Linked DNA regions of Sus scrofa: all the other regions are linked to region 3. A link is a contact called in public Hi-C and HiChIP or PLAC-seq data. All regions are on one chromosome and are shown on one strand. Each heading gives the region's core, a stretch centred on a gene start, on an enhancer-like site or on the middle of the called end of the contact. The rest is flanking DNA. Distances are from core to core; before and after follow the strand shown.

The links. Hi-C and Micro-C count contacts between places; a contact is called where the count stands out from the background. HiChIP or PLAC-seq counts read pairs in DNA pulled down with a chosen protein or histone mark.
Region 1: an H3K27ac HiChIP or PLAC-seq map of skeletal muscle shows a contact between it and region 3. The contact joins two enhancer-like sites. A contact is called at or near these places in 6 of 47 Hi-C or Micro-C datasets (alveolar macrophages, embryonic fibroblasts, retroperitoneal adipose tissue and 2 more) and 1 of 2 datasets of contacts at active chromatin or transcription factors (skeletal muscle).
Region 2: an H3K27ac HiChIP or PLAC-seq map of alveolar macrophages shows a contact between it and region 3. The contact joins two enhancer-like sites. A contact is called at or near these places in 1 of 47 Hi-C or Micro-C datasets (embryonic fibroblasts) and 1 of 2 datasets of contacts at active chromatin or transcription factors (alveolar macrophages).
Region 4: a contact with region 3 is called in a Hi-C map of subcutaneous adipose tissue, with 2.6 times the contacts expected there. The contact joins two enhancer-like sites. A contact is called at or near these places in 2 of 47 Hi-C or Micro-C datasets (embryonic fibroblasts and subcutaneous adipose tissue) and 1 of 2 datasets of contacts at active chromatin or transcription factors (skeletal muscle).

What each region holds. Positions count from the first base shown.
Region 1 is chr10:65,956,237-65,958,936 of Sscrofa11.1, reverse strand. No RefSeq gene overlaps it. Among named protein-coding and RNA genes, the nearest start is that of AKR1E2, 260 kb to the right of the region's middle. Within about 2 kb of position 1,421, at least 32 of the 83 cell types and tissues checked have an H3K27ac peak or open chromatin away from gene starts, as enhancers often do. A contact at or near this core is called in retroperitoneal adipose tissue, skeletal muscle and subcutaneous adipose tissue, where this site is marked.
Region 2 is chr10:66,369,172-66,371,871 of Sscrofa11.1, reverse strand. No RefSeq gene overlaps it. Among named protein-coding and RNA genes, the nearest start is that of KLF6, 120 kb to the left of the region's middle. Within about 2 kb of position 1,446, at least 18 of the 83 cell types and tissues checked have an H3K27ac peak or open chromatin away from gene starts, as enhancers often do. A contact at or near this core is called in alveolar macrophages, where this site is marked.
Region 3 is chr10:66,133,454-66,136,153 of Sscrofa11.1, reverse strand. No RefSeq gene overlaps it. Among named protein-coding and RNA genes, the nearest start is that of KLF6, 350 kb to the left of the region's middle. Within about 2 kb of position 1,398, at least 27 of the 83 cell types and tissues checked have an H3K27ac peak or open chromatin away from gene starts, as enhancers often do. A contact at or near this core is called in alveolar macrophages, retroperitoneal adipose tissue, skeletal muscle and 1 more, where this site is marked.
Region 4 is chr10:65,913,926-65,916,625 of Sscrofa11.1, reverse strand. No RefSeq gene overlaps it. Among named protein-coding and RNA genes, the nearest start is that of AKR1E2, 220 kb to the right of the region's middle. Within about 2 kb of position 1,430, at least 7 of the 83 cell types and tissues checked have an H3K27ac peak or open chromatin away from gene starts, as enhancers often do. A contact at or near this core is called in subcutaneous adipose tissue, where this site is marked.

The DNA.
Region 1 (2,700 bases), core at 172-2,671, 180 kb after region 3:
AAAGTCACAGTGTGGGATGCATGATGCGTGTGAAATAAACATTAACTCTTGCAAAGTCTTCTGAAGGTCCCCTTCTCCTGTTCCAGGCTGGCTTGCTCCGAGCTGCTCAGAGACAGGCCAGAAGCAATGCACCATCAGGCAAAGCCTCCTGGTCAAAACAGGACCGGCTTTCCTATAAAGCGGCTTTACATTGTCAAAGCAGCCCTGAAAACACCAAGACTCAGCTTCCACCGAATGCATTCAGAGAGTTCTCCGTGTATCCCCCAAGACTGCTGACTTAGTCACCAGCCAAGAAAGGTGAAGGGCTAAGTGCAAGGGCCATTCTTCCTTCTCCAAGCGAAAGCCAAGCTCCGACAGCTAGAGAGAGGCCTCACAGCTTTCGAAAATAATGAAGATCAGAAGCCTCCAGTTTCTTTGTCTTTCTAATGACTCTGCTTTAAAAATAAATCTGTTCCTTGTCTCTCTGACTTTCCATAGGCTTTCTGAGCTTACTTGAAACAAACAGATTTTGACTCTGTTGGGAAATGATCGTTCTCTACACCCGGACACAACAGGCAATCCCTAGAGATGGCAGATCTGCTGTCACTTTGTCCGGTCATCTGAAAATAGGCTTTCTCGGGGAGGAGGCCTGACATGGAAGCCGAGGGCAAAGGATGTGCTCCGGAGAGAGTGTGAACTGGCTTTTGTTCCCTCCTTGGTGACACCCGACCCTGGCCTTGGAAGGTGGACCTTCCAGGGCTGTGCGGTAAAGCCATCTTCTGCAGGCGTCTGTGACTCCTGCCCATCTTGAATTCCTCCATCTGAATGAAAGAAATGACTGCCCCACGTCTCTCAGGGGTGAGGGGCATGTCATCTTTTGATGCCCATATTTCAGTTCACGGAAGCCCTGCCACCTGCAGGGAGAAAACAGCCCACGAAACCCTCACTGGAGCCTCAGCGCCGCCATGCCCTGTCTCCCTGGTAAAATAAGCAAATCCTTATCAGTCAGCATCTGTTTCCCGTGCCCCCACCCCAGCGTCTGTTTACCAGATTTTTTTCATTGAGAGACTTCCCCGCGGCGTATAATTCACTTCGTTTTTGCTCATTCATAAGATTTTTTTTTTTTTTTTTTTTTTTATCTCCCAGCTGCAACTATTTTGGGCACATTTCTGAGGACTTATTGAATGTGACTCATCGGAGTGAAGTGGGACTACCGAACAAAGCGGAGGCCGTCTGAGCGCTTTTGAAATACAGTAAATTTACACAATACGTATTTGTTGGTGTAAAGTACATGATTCGAGCGCTTGTCCATAGAGTCTTCTCCCCGTCTATTCAAAAATGAAGTGGATTGCTTTTTTAATATGCAAATTCTGGAAAAGGCTACTTAGCCTTCTCTCTTTCCTCCAGAAGTTGCCAGGGGGAGGAAAACAACGGAGACAAAGTAAACTCATCGCTTTCATTCGACACAAAATCAAATCGCTATTGCCAGGCGTTCCCATGGCAACTGCCTTCCTAAGCAAACTTCTCTGCAAAATATACAGCTGTTATTTTATCTCGTTGCTAAGTTCCCTCGACAAAACCACACCATAATAACCGCTCACATATATGTGGTTAAAGGGGATAAAACTCCCACGGGCCTCACAGAGCTTATCTTTTAAATGATAACTTAGGAATTTGACCCTCCATCCTCAGCACCATATGGGGTTTTCCTTTTTCTTTTTTTTTTTTTTGAGTCCTTTGCCTTGAAACTCTGCCATATTAGGAAAAATCCAGGCGAGTCTTTCATCTATATCATTGTTAGTTGTGTGAATAGAATTTTTTCCTTTGGTTTGTTTTTTTTATTGTCGAACAGTGAAAGATTAGGTTCCATTTTCCCATTTTCATTAAATGAGATGATAAAATGATGTATTCTAATATTTCATATCTGCAGAGTTAATAGTTTCTCTATTACTGTTTGTTCTCTTTTTTAAAGCGTAACCATGACTGGACTAGTCTTTGGGTACCAATTATTCTGCCTCTCTCTGGAGAGGAACCAGTGAGAAAATTGAAGTCATTTTATCAAACTGCCAAGAGAGGAGAGAGAGTACCCATTACATGGCTATCCATAACATATTTTAGCACCAGAGCAAAGCTGTAAATAAGCCAGAAGAAAATAGGCCCAAGCCCTAGAGGAAAGTCAGATTCCCATGAAATATTCAGTGAGGCTCTCTCTCACCAGTGCGGGCCCCAGGAGGGCCAGGGAGGAATATTATGGATCTCGTGTCTCAGGGGAGGAGCAGGTCGATGAAAGGGACATGCCCACACCGTGAAGCTTGGGGCAGTGTCACAGCTAGGCTGCTGCCTCTCTCCATTGCTTTCTTTTAAAGTAATGTGTTTTCTTCACCTTAATTCCGCTGCATTTGGCAAGAAAACTGGTTTGTTGATGACCCTTAAGACTATGCCATAAGAGTTCCCACTGCGGCTCAGCACGTTAAGAGCCCGACTAGTATCCATGAGGCTGTGGCTTCGATCCCTGGGTTAAGGATCCAGCATTGCCATGAGCTGTGGTGTAGGTGGCAGACGAGGCTCGGATCCCGAGTCGCTATGGCTGTGGTGTAGGCCGGCGGCTGTAGCTCTGATTTGACTCCTAGCTTGAGAACTTCCATGTGCTGCAGGTGCGGCCCTGTAAAGCAAAACTAAAATAAAATCAGATTATGCCATAGCTTTCAGAAAGATTCATTT
Region 2 (2,700 bases), core at 197-2,696, 240 kb before region 3:
GTCCTAAGACATCTAGATTCTGCCATCCCTGAGGTAGAGCCTGCATCCTCATGGTCCAAAAAAAGCAGCTGGGGCACCAGTCATCACATCCATGTTCCAATTAGTAGGATAAAGTGAGATTCAGAGAAAGTGGAACACTCCTAGGAGCTGTCACCTGACACTTTTCTTCACATTTAGCTTCAAAACAGAGGATCCAATCTGAGCAGTCTTTTGTCAAGATTAAATCGAGGGGTTCTGTTTCTATGGACCATCAGGAAAAAAGAAATTAAGCAACAACCATCAGTTTCTATAGGAAGAGAACAGTTGACATGAAGATAGTGCTAGGCCAGGAGTTCCCGTTGTGACTCAGTGGTAATGAACCTGACTAATATCCATGAGGACGCGTGTTCAGTGGGTTAAGGATCAGTGTTGCCATGAGCTCTAGTGCAGGTTGTAGATGTGGCTCAGATCGGGCATTGCTGTCACTGCGGTACAGGCCAGCAGTAGCTCAGGTTCCGCCCCTAGTTTGGGAACTTCCCTATGCCTTGGGTGCGGCCCTAAAAAAGTAAAATAAAAAGTGCTAGGCCTGCCAACAAAAATAATGAATGTTATAATGGGGAAAATTAATGGACAAAATTTTGTTCAGTGTTGTGCATGAAATTCCAGGAAGAACAGGATGCTGTGAGCAGGCTCAGACCTACGGCACTGACCTTTTGGAAGATGGTTTTTGAGTCAAGGAGGGAAGTTATCAGGTGTTAAGAGGCTGTGGATTCTGATAGAAATGGCCCAGAAAGGGAGTTCCCGTCGTGGCGCAGTGGTTAACGAATCCGACTAGGAACCATGAGGTTGTGGGTTTGATGCCTGGCCTCGCTCAGTAGGTTAATGATCCGGTGTTGCCGTGAGCTGTGGGGTAGGTGGCAGACGCGGCTCGGATCCTGCGTTGCTGTGGCTGTGGCGTAGGCCAGTGGCTACAGCTCCGATTGGACCCCTAGTCTGGGAACTTCTGTTGCTGAGGGAGCAGCCCAAGAAATGGCAAAAAGACAAAAAAAAAAAAAAAAAAAAAGAAATGGCCCAGAAAAATCCCGAACATAGGAGGAAACTTTTCTCATGGTTGCTCCTGGGTCTTGGAATTTTAAGAATTTGGGGGTTATCTCTCTTGCCATGCAGGGAAGAACTTGAATCAGGCATTAGGTCAGCCCTGGGCAGGTGTTTATTGAGTTGTAAATGCCCTGTCCTCTGGAGAAATCTGCTAATGGGACACCCTTCCCCTGGATTGGTTAGCAGACCCTGCTAGTTAAACACAGGATCTCAACCTCTTCTCTAGCCAGGAGCCAAACTGGCATTTACAGCCGTTGCCATAACCACTGATTTGAAAATTAAACATTCAGTTGAGTTCCCTGGTGTCCCCAGGAAAATAGTAAATGACTGTGTCTAGACGCACACGTATGGGCTTCGCTTCTATTAACTGATTGAGTCACCAGGGTGCCGCTCTCTTAACTGTACAGAGTTTACTGGAGTTTCCGCCAGTGTCTGAGTCCAGAGCTGAACAGATGGACGTGTGGTTTTCATTTGGCAACCGCTCTGAGCAGTGTTTTATTCATTTCAGGACCTTTAAACTGTGCATAATTTAGGTTAACGTTTCTGAACAGCTCTTGGCTGCAAAAAGGTCCTTCCTCCCTGAACAGGTGTCTGTGACCACGTACTTCTGATGTCCGCCCTGACACCGAACTTCAGAAAAAGTTTGCGAAAAGCCTTTGTGTGTATTTGTTCATGAGACTTACACGAAGCCTTTAGAATTGCTGTGGCTTGCATCTCTGGGGATTAAAAAGGCATATCGACCAAATCAGTTGCCAAAGGGTGGAAATGCAGCCACTTAAAAAGAGGCTGCCTGATTTCCACAGTGGCTGAAAACCAGTCTGACCGAGTCTTTTGCTCTTGTTTTGTCTGAGTTAGTTCTACTTTGAAAACATCAATTCTAGCATCTTGCAGACACTTTAAAAAAAGACATGCCATATTGGTAAGTTAGTGGGTTGCAAAGCAGTGTTTTAAAGTAAACTAGAGTAGAATATAATAGATTAAAATATCATGGAATTTAATGTTACCAAATAGGATGGAATAAAACAGAAAATACAGGGGATATGGCTTCTGATAAGGGTGAGAAAATTTTATGAAAAATGTGGGCAGGCAATGTTCTGAGTAGCTGAGGACCAGAAAGGGGGCTAGAAGGAGCAATTATATGTCCTCTTTGTATTCCTGTTATATATGGAAATGCGGAGATTTCTCTCCCTCCGCTATTCATTTTTTACTTTTATTCCCCCCCCCACTTTTATTTTATACCACAGTCAAAGAAAGATGAAAACACTCCAGTGTAGACCAAACTTCAGATGTTAGATACAGACTTAGAATTTTAGCTTCCAATTCTAAACTAAGTTCTGTACTCTTTTAAAAGTAAATGAGACAGGTTGGGCGGTGGGGGGATGCACGGAGGATTTGGGATGGAAATGCTATAAAATTGGGTTGTGCTGATTGTTGTACACCTATAAATGTAATAAAATTCATTAAGTAATTTTAAAAAAATAAAAGCTAGAAGAGTTATAAAATTCTAGAATAAAAAATAAATAAAAAATAAAATATTTCCAAGTTTTGCTTTTTTAAACAAAATAAATACGTAAAAGTGGGGAAGTATAGCTTTACGTGAACTTCCTCTCATTTAATTAGAAA
Region 3 (2,700 bases), core at 149-2,648:
CGAGCGAGCACATAGTTTGGGAGGAATTCCTGTCGTGTGGGAGGCCGGCTCCGCTCCATTCACACACTCTCTCTCCCAGATGTGACCCCGTGGGCTTAGCCCTATGTCCGCTGGGGCCGCCAGGCAGCCCTGGCCGCAGGATCCTCTTGGACAACCGCAGCGGTCTTGCTGCGTCTTCTTATGCATGTGGTGTGTGCATGCTATGCTTCAGCATTTTTTAAACTCTTCCTTTGAGTAAATTAAAAAAAGTTTGTGAAAAAGTTTGCTCCAGGAAAAGGGAGCCAAAGGGCTCGCTGATTCTTTTAATTGAATAAGGGGGGGGGCGGGGAATGGGGAGCGGGAGGTGGGGGGGATAGAAGAGAAAAAGGTATAGAAATCAGTTAGCCTCATGGACGGCTAGATGAGGTCCCTTGCTATTAAAAACATCCAGAGTGAGCCCTGGGGGTGGCCAACAAAGAAAGGGGTTGCTATTATTTGGGTTCCTGTTAAAATCTGACCCCACAGGGTGCTTTAAATCTCCGTGACCAGGGCACTGCCCTCTCCGAAACAGCAGACCTTCAGATGTGCACGGGAGACGAGACCCGGGATACCATTTAGAGGCCTCTTTGACCAGGGAAGGTCACCGTGTGACCATTTCAGGGGGACACCTGCAGCACGGCTTTGTCAACAGGGCCTTGGATCTGAACAAAACACACGCAGTCACTTCCCACCAGGACGTGACACTCGGGGCCGGCCCTGAGCCGGGCACATCTGGAAGGTGGCTCTTTCAGGGGGGCGTTTTCTCTCCGTTCCACGTCCGGGAGCGGGTGAGCGAGAAGCGCTGCCTTCACAGCCCGACTGTGCGTCAGTGCCATCGGTCGGGGGTGCGGCCAGGGCGCTGGGGCGCCTTGAAGGGCAGGCGCGGAGCCTCCAAGGCCGCTGTTCTGAACCAGGGCCTGGTGGGGGTGGGGGCCGGGTCTCAGGCCGGCCGGGGCTTAAAAACGGGGGATAGAGATGCCACGCAAGGGCGACTGGGCGAGAGCCATCCCTCACCGGGCGTGATCGCAGTTGTCCAGCCGCCGCCCCGGTCGCTAAGGACACTGGCTCAGCCCGCGGGGACAGCCGTGCCGGTGGAGTCCAGGCGGCTCGGTCATGAGCGCTGCGGTCCCGCTGTTGTTAACAGCAGTCCCGGCGACCGTCCTCAAGGCCTGGGAAAATGTCCACAGGCATGAGCCCGCCTTCTGCGCATCCGAACTCTACGTGACTCAGGGTCACTTCTTCACATAAAGAACGCGGGGGCGGCAGCTTGGGGGAGAAAGGACTCAACGCCAGATCGCCCACGTTCAAGGGTGAGCGTCCCGGTCCCGCTGCACGAGGGCTGTGCCGCCGAACGCACAGGCCTGTCAGCTTTTTGTGCGGAATCCTGCCAGGGGAACCCGCGCGCTTGCGCTGGGTGAAGGCAGCGTAGACCAGTGGGCGTGGGCCCGAGGCGCCTTGAGTTCCCAACCTTTACTCAGAAGAAAAACGCCCAACGGCGCTGGACTTCTACCGGGAAGTTTTCTGGGTCCCGGAGAAGGACGTGTCTCCCGCTGCAATTAACTCAGAAGACGCCCCTGCCTCTCGGGGCTGCGGCGCTTGCAGAAGGCCCGGACTGGATGAGCGCCACATACGTCCCCACGCGACGTTGTCCTTCCTTTTAAAAATCATTCCGGGAATCGTTTATTTTCTGGAGTGGGTCGTCTTTATTTGTTTACCCTGGAAACCACAGTTTGACATGCTGTCTTTCGTTCCTGGCGAGGCGATGCGAAAGGCAGAAAAACCCCGCTTGTTTGCAGTGCCAGGGATAAAACACTTGACTGAAGGCCAGGTGCGCTGCCCCCAGAACCTTCCCATCGCCTCTGAGGGACGAACATACATCCTGGATCCGAATCCTCGGCAAGTTCAGGAGGTTAGAGGTGACTCAGTCTCCACGAATGCAGTCTGGTCTTATTTTAAGAAGGCCTCTGAGTCATGTGGAGTTGTGTCAAAACATGTGTTATGTTATGTTATTTTAAAAAGGCAGCTTGGAGGGAGGAAATTGAACCATCTTTTTTTCAGAAAACCTGCCCTTTAATGGAAGAAAAGGGCAAGTCAGTTTCCCACACATCTCCCTCGGTCCCGCAGGCTCTGCTTTGACCCCACACGTATATTCTTCATGGGCTTTGCTATTACCATACTTTCTTGGAGCGTTTCAAGTTTGCAACTTGAGCTGTTCTGACTTCATATTTATTGTTCGATGTGGTTACAGGCACCGCTTAAGACTGAATAACATGTACTATCGCTCTATTATTATCTTGATTGATTAGCTACCCGGTGTGATGGTTCTACAGCTACATGCACTATTTTTATCAATATAAAATATGCATAATTTTAAGAAACTTTGGTGTTCTCAACTCAAATATAGGAATAGAACCGATCCTGTGGCTATTTCGGAGTTGTGACAATGTACTTGAAAGTCCCTGGGAAAGTGGCATGTCTTGGGGGTCAGTCAGCACAGGTCACAATGGGCTATTGGGCTGGTTAGGACCAGCTTCGCAGATCTCGCTGCGGCCTGCGGAGGGGCAGGCCTGCCCTGCAGGTGAGCAGGTCTCACTCGGTGACTCCCCTCTGGCACCGTGATCTCCCTGGCCTTCCCAGGTCACTGCCCGAGGGCCTGGGGGGGAAGAGCCCCGAGAGGAGAGG
Region 4 (2,700 bases), core at 181-2,680, 220 kb after region 3:
AGGTCGGAGGCCAGCGAGAGGAAATCAAAGGAACCCTTGAGGTCACCTTGGTTTCCTGCGGTCGTAGACCTAGCAAGACAGGCTGCAGAGAGGGGCTTGAGGGGGCTGGAAATGCCCAGGGCAATGCAGTGTTGAAAACCACCACGAAGCTCCAAAGGGCTGCGAGCGGCTGTGGCAGGTGCCAGCAAGGTCTCTGTCAGGGAGCAGGTGAGAGAACAGATATAACAACCTGTAGGCAGGATGGGTTACCCAGGGTTTATGGATTACTCGCCCCATCCCACGGTGCATCAGCATAATAAAACAGCCTATGGACTATGGACATGCTTTGGTAAAAGGGTAAGTTATGAGTATTTTCAAAAGGCAAACATTGGAAGACTATGAATATTATTTTAACTTATGGACACGCACACCTATATTTTTAATCTTGCTTTCTTTCCAAAAAAAAAAAAAAAATTAGTGATGCACTAAGCATCTTCACAGAGGCATTTCTTCTCCACAGCTCTCTGGTGGATCAGCTCGCAGACCTGATAGGTGCTGTCAGAGCTGATAAGATGCGCAGAAAGACAGAACTGTGATAAAAGAAAGGCTGAGGATGTGAGAAACAGGAGTGTGGCCAGAAGCTCTCCAATCTTTCTTTTCTTTGTAGGCAGGTCAAAAAGTCCATCAGGCCTGATGAAAATTTTAATTAAATGTGTTTAAATTCTGGTTCAAAATGTAGTTTCACTATCCACTGAACTCTTTGAATCCTTCAAGAAGATAATAAATCTCGGTTGCCATAGGAATTTCAGCACCCCCCCCCAAATGTGATTAAAAGCAGGTTTTTGTTATCTAGCAAAACTCATTATATGGATTAGTTGTCAATAATGGAGGGAGATTTCCTGTTGGAGGCACAAGAAAGAAGGAAATTAGCATTTGTTGAGTGGCTAGGAAAGCCAACCACTATTACTTGTGGTTATACTTCAGGCATGAAATCATTTACTCTTTTTGCCGTAATTGCAGGTGAGCATTACTGCGCCTTTTATATGTGAAGAAGCTGATGTACAGAGAGCTTCGTGCACAGTCATGCAGCCCAGAAAGCAGAAAGAGCCGAGGTGGGAGACTGGGAGGGCTTGGACTTCACACCACATGGGCTGCTCTCTCCAGTCATGCTGAAAGGAAGGTATGGTTTACTTCCTAAAATGGGCCTATCAAAATTTAAACGTATCATTTATTGCAGGTTGGAAGGGACTCTACAGAGCGATTATCTCTTCAGAGAATATAAAAGTGAATTTTTAGACTATCAAACAAAATTGCTCAAGGAGCCATAACTTTGTTCTAGAATTACAGGGAAATATGACATCATGGGTTGACCATGTCTGTACCCAAGCATTTTGGCTCCAGCCAAAAGGAATTTCAAGAGAAAGAAATCCTGGAAATGCAATTGCTGCTTCCTTGGTCTAGAGGCATTGTTTCTTTGCTTTTAGTTTCATTCTGTGACATCATTCTCATCAGACATGAAAGGACGCCAGGCCAAATTTAGCACGTACTTGAACTCTGTGATTTTATACATTAGAAATAAATTCCAATCTTTAGAAGTCAGCCTGTGAACTATAAAATGAAAGGACATTACTTCCCTTTTCCAGGAAAAGTGCCTCCCAGCAGCTTCTTGGACATCACACATTTCCTCCCCATAAACCAGACTTCAATGAGCTAAGTGCGAGTCAATTAGAACCACATGTTACTGTGTTGTCCCTGGATCCAAAGGAAACACTCAAAGGCTCTCACGACAAAGGGCACCGGTCTGGGGTTTGAGTACACATGAAACGGGCTAAGCACTTACCACCTTTCTGGAGCACACGCTGCTTGTGTTCATCGGTTAAAATACCGTGTACGTCATGTTACTGATTTTTGTAAAACCAAGTCAGTATAATTTAAGATAAAGCATTCCATTTGTGGAAGTTCCTCCAAGGGGTGAAGCCGCTGAAAAATGGGAAAAACAGAGTAACTTGAAAATGGGGGGAAAAAAAATCCTAGTTTTCATATAGGCTCATCCGCTTAGGCTTCTCTGACTGGTATACTTTTGTATTAGAAATGGTTATCAGGATTTTGTGTCTGTCTTGGAGAAATTGAAATGGATTTACCCTTGGTAAGCGGGGTATAACAGGGTGCAAATACAATAGGAACCTGTAACACTTGCTGTCATTGAACGCCAATGCTCTGTTGGAGTTAAAGTTCAAGCCATCAGCACCTCTGCAGAGGCGCTCACGCTCTGAGGTGTTACTGTTTTGGGGAACTGGTTGCAATCGTTTTTCATCTGTGGTTGAGAATGCATGCATTCCCAAAAGATGAACCTTACCCCCAAATCTCTATTTTCAGAAGATGTGGGGTGACAATAGTTATCTGTCTCGTGACTTTATCTTTGTGTATAATTTTATCCTTGGTCGATAGATTTGAAAAAGCTAAGAAGTCACACAATCCATCGGAATATTATGTCCCAGTTCTCACTCCACCTGTTCTTACATGGGCACCCCAACTGCATCACAGATAGCATTGTTGACACATGAGGGCTCTACTCACCTGGTAAGGCATCATTTCAGGAGGAATGCCACCCGCCTGGTGTATTTCGTCAGCCGTCCCAGACTGGTTCAGTTCCAGGGCAGGCTGACTGTGTTTTGGTGAAAAGCAGTGAAACTTTACATATGTGGCAGATTTAAAACCAAT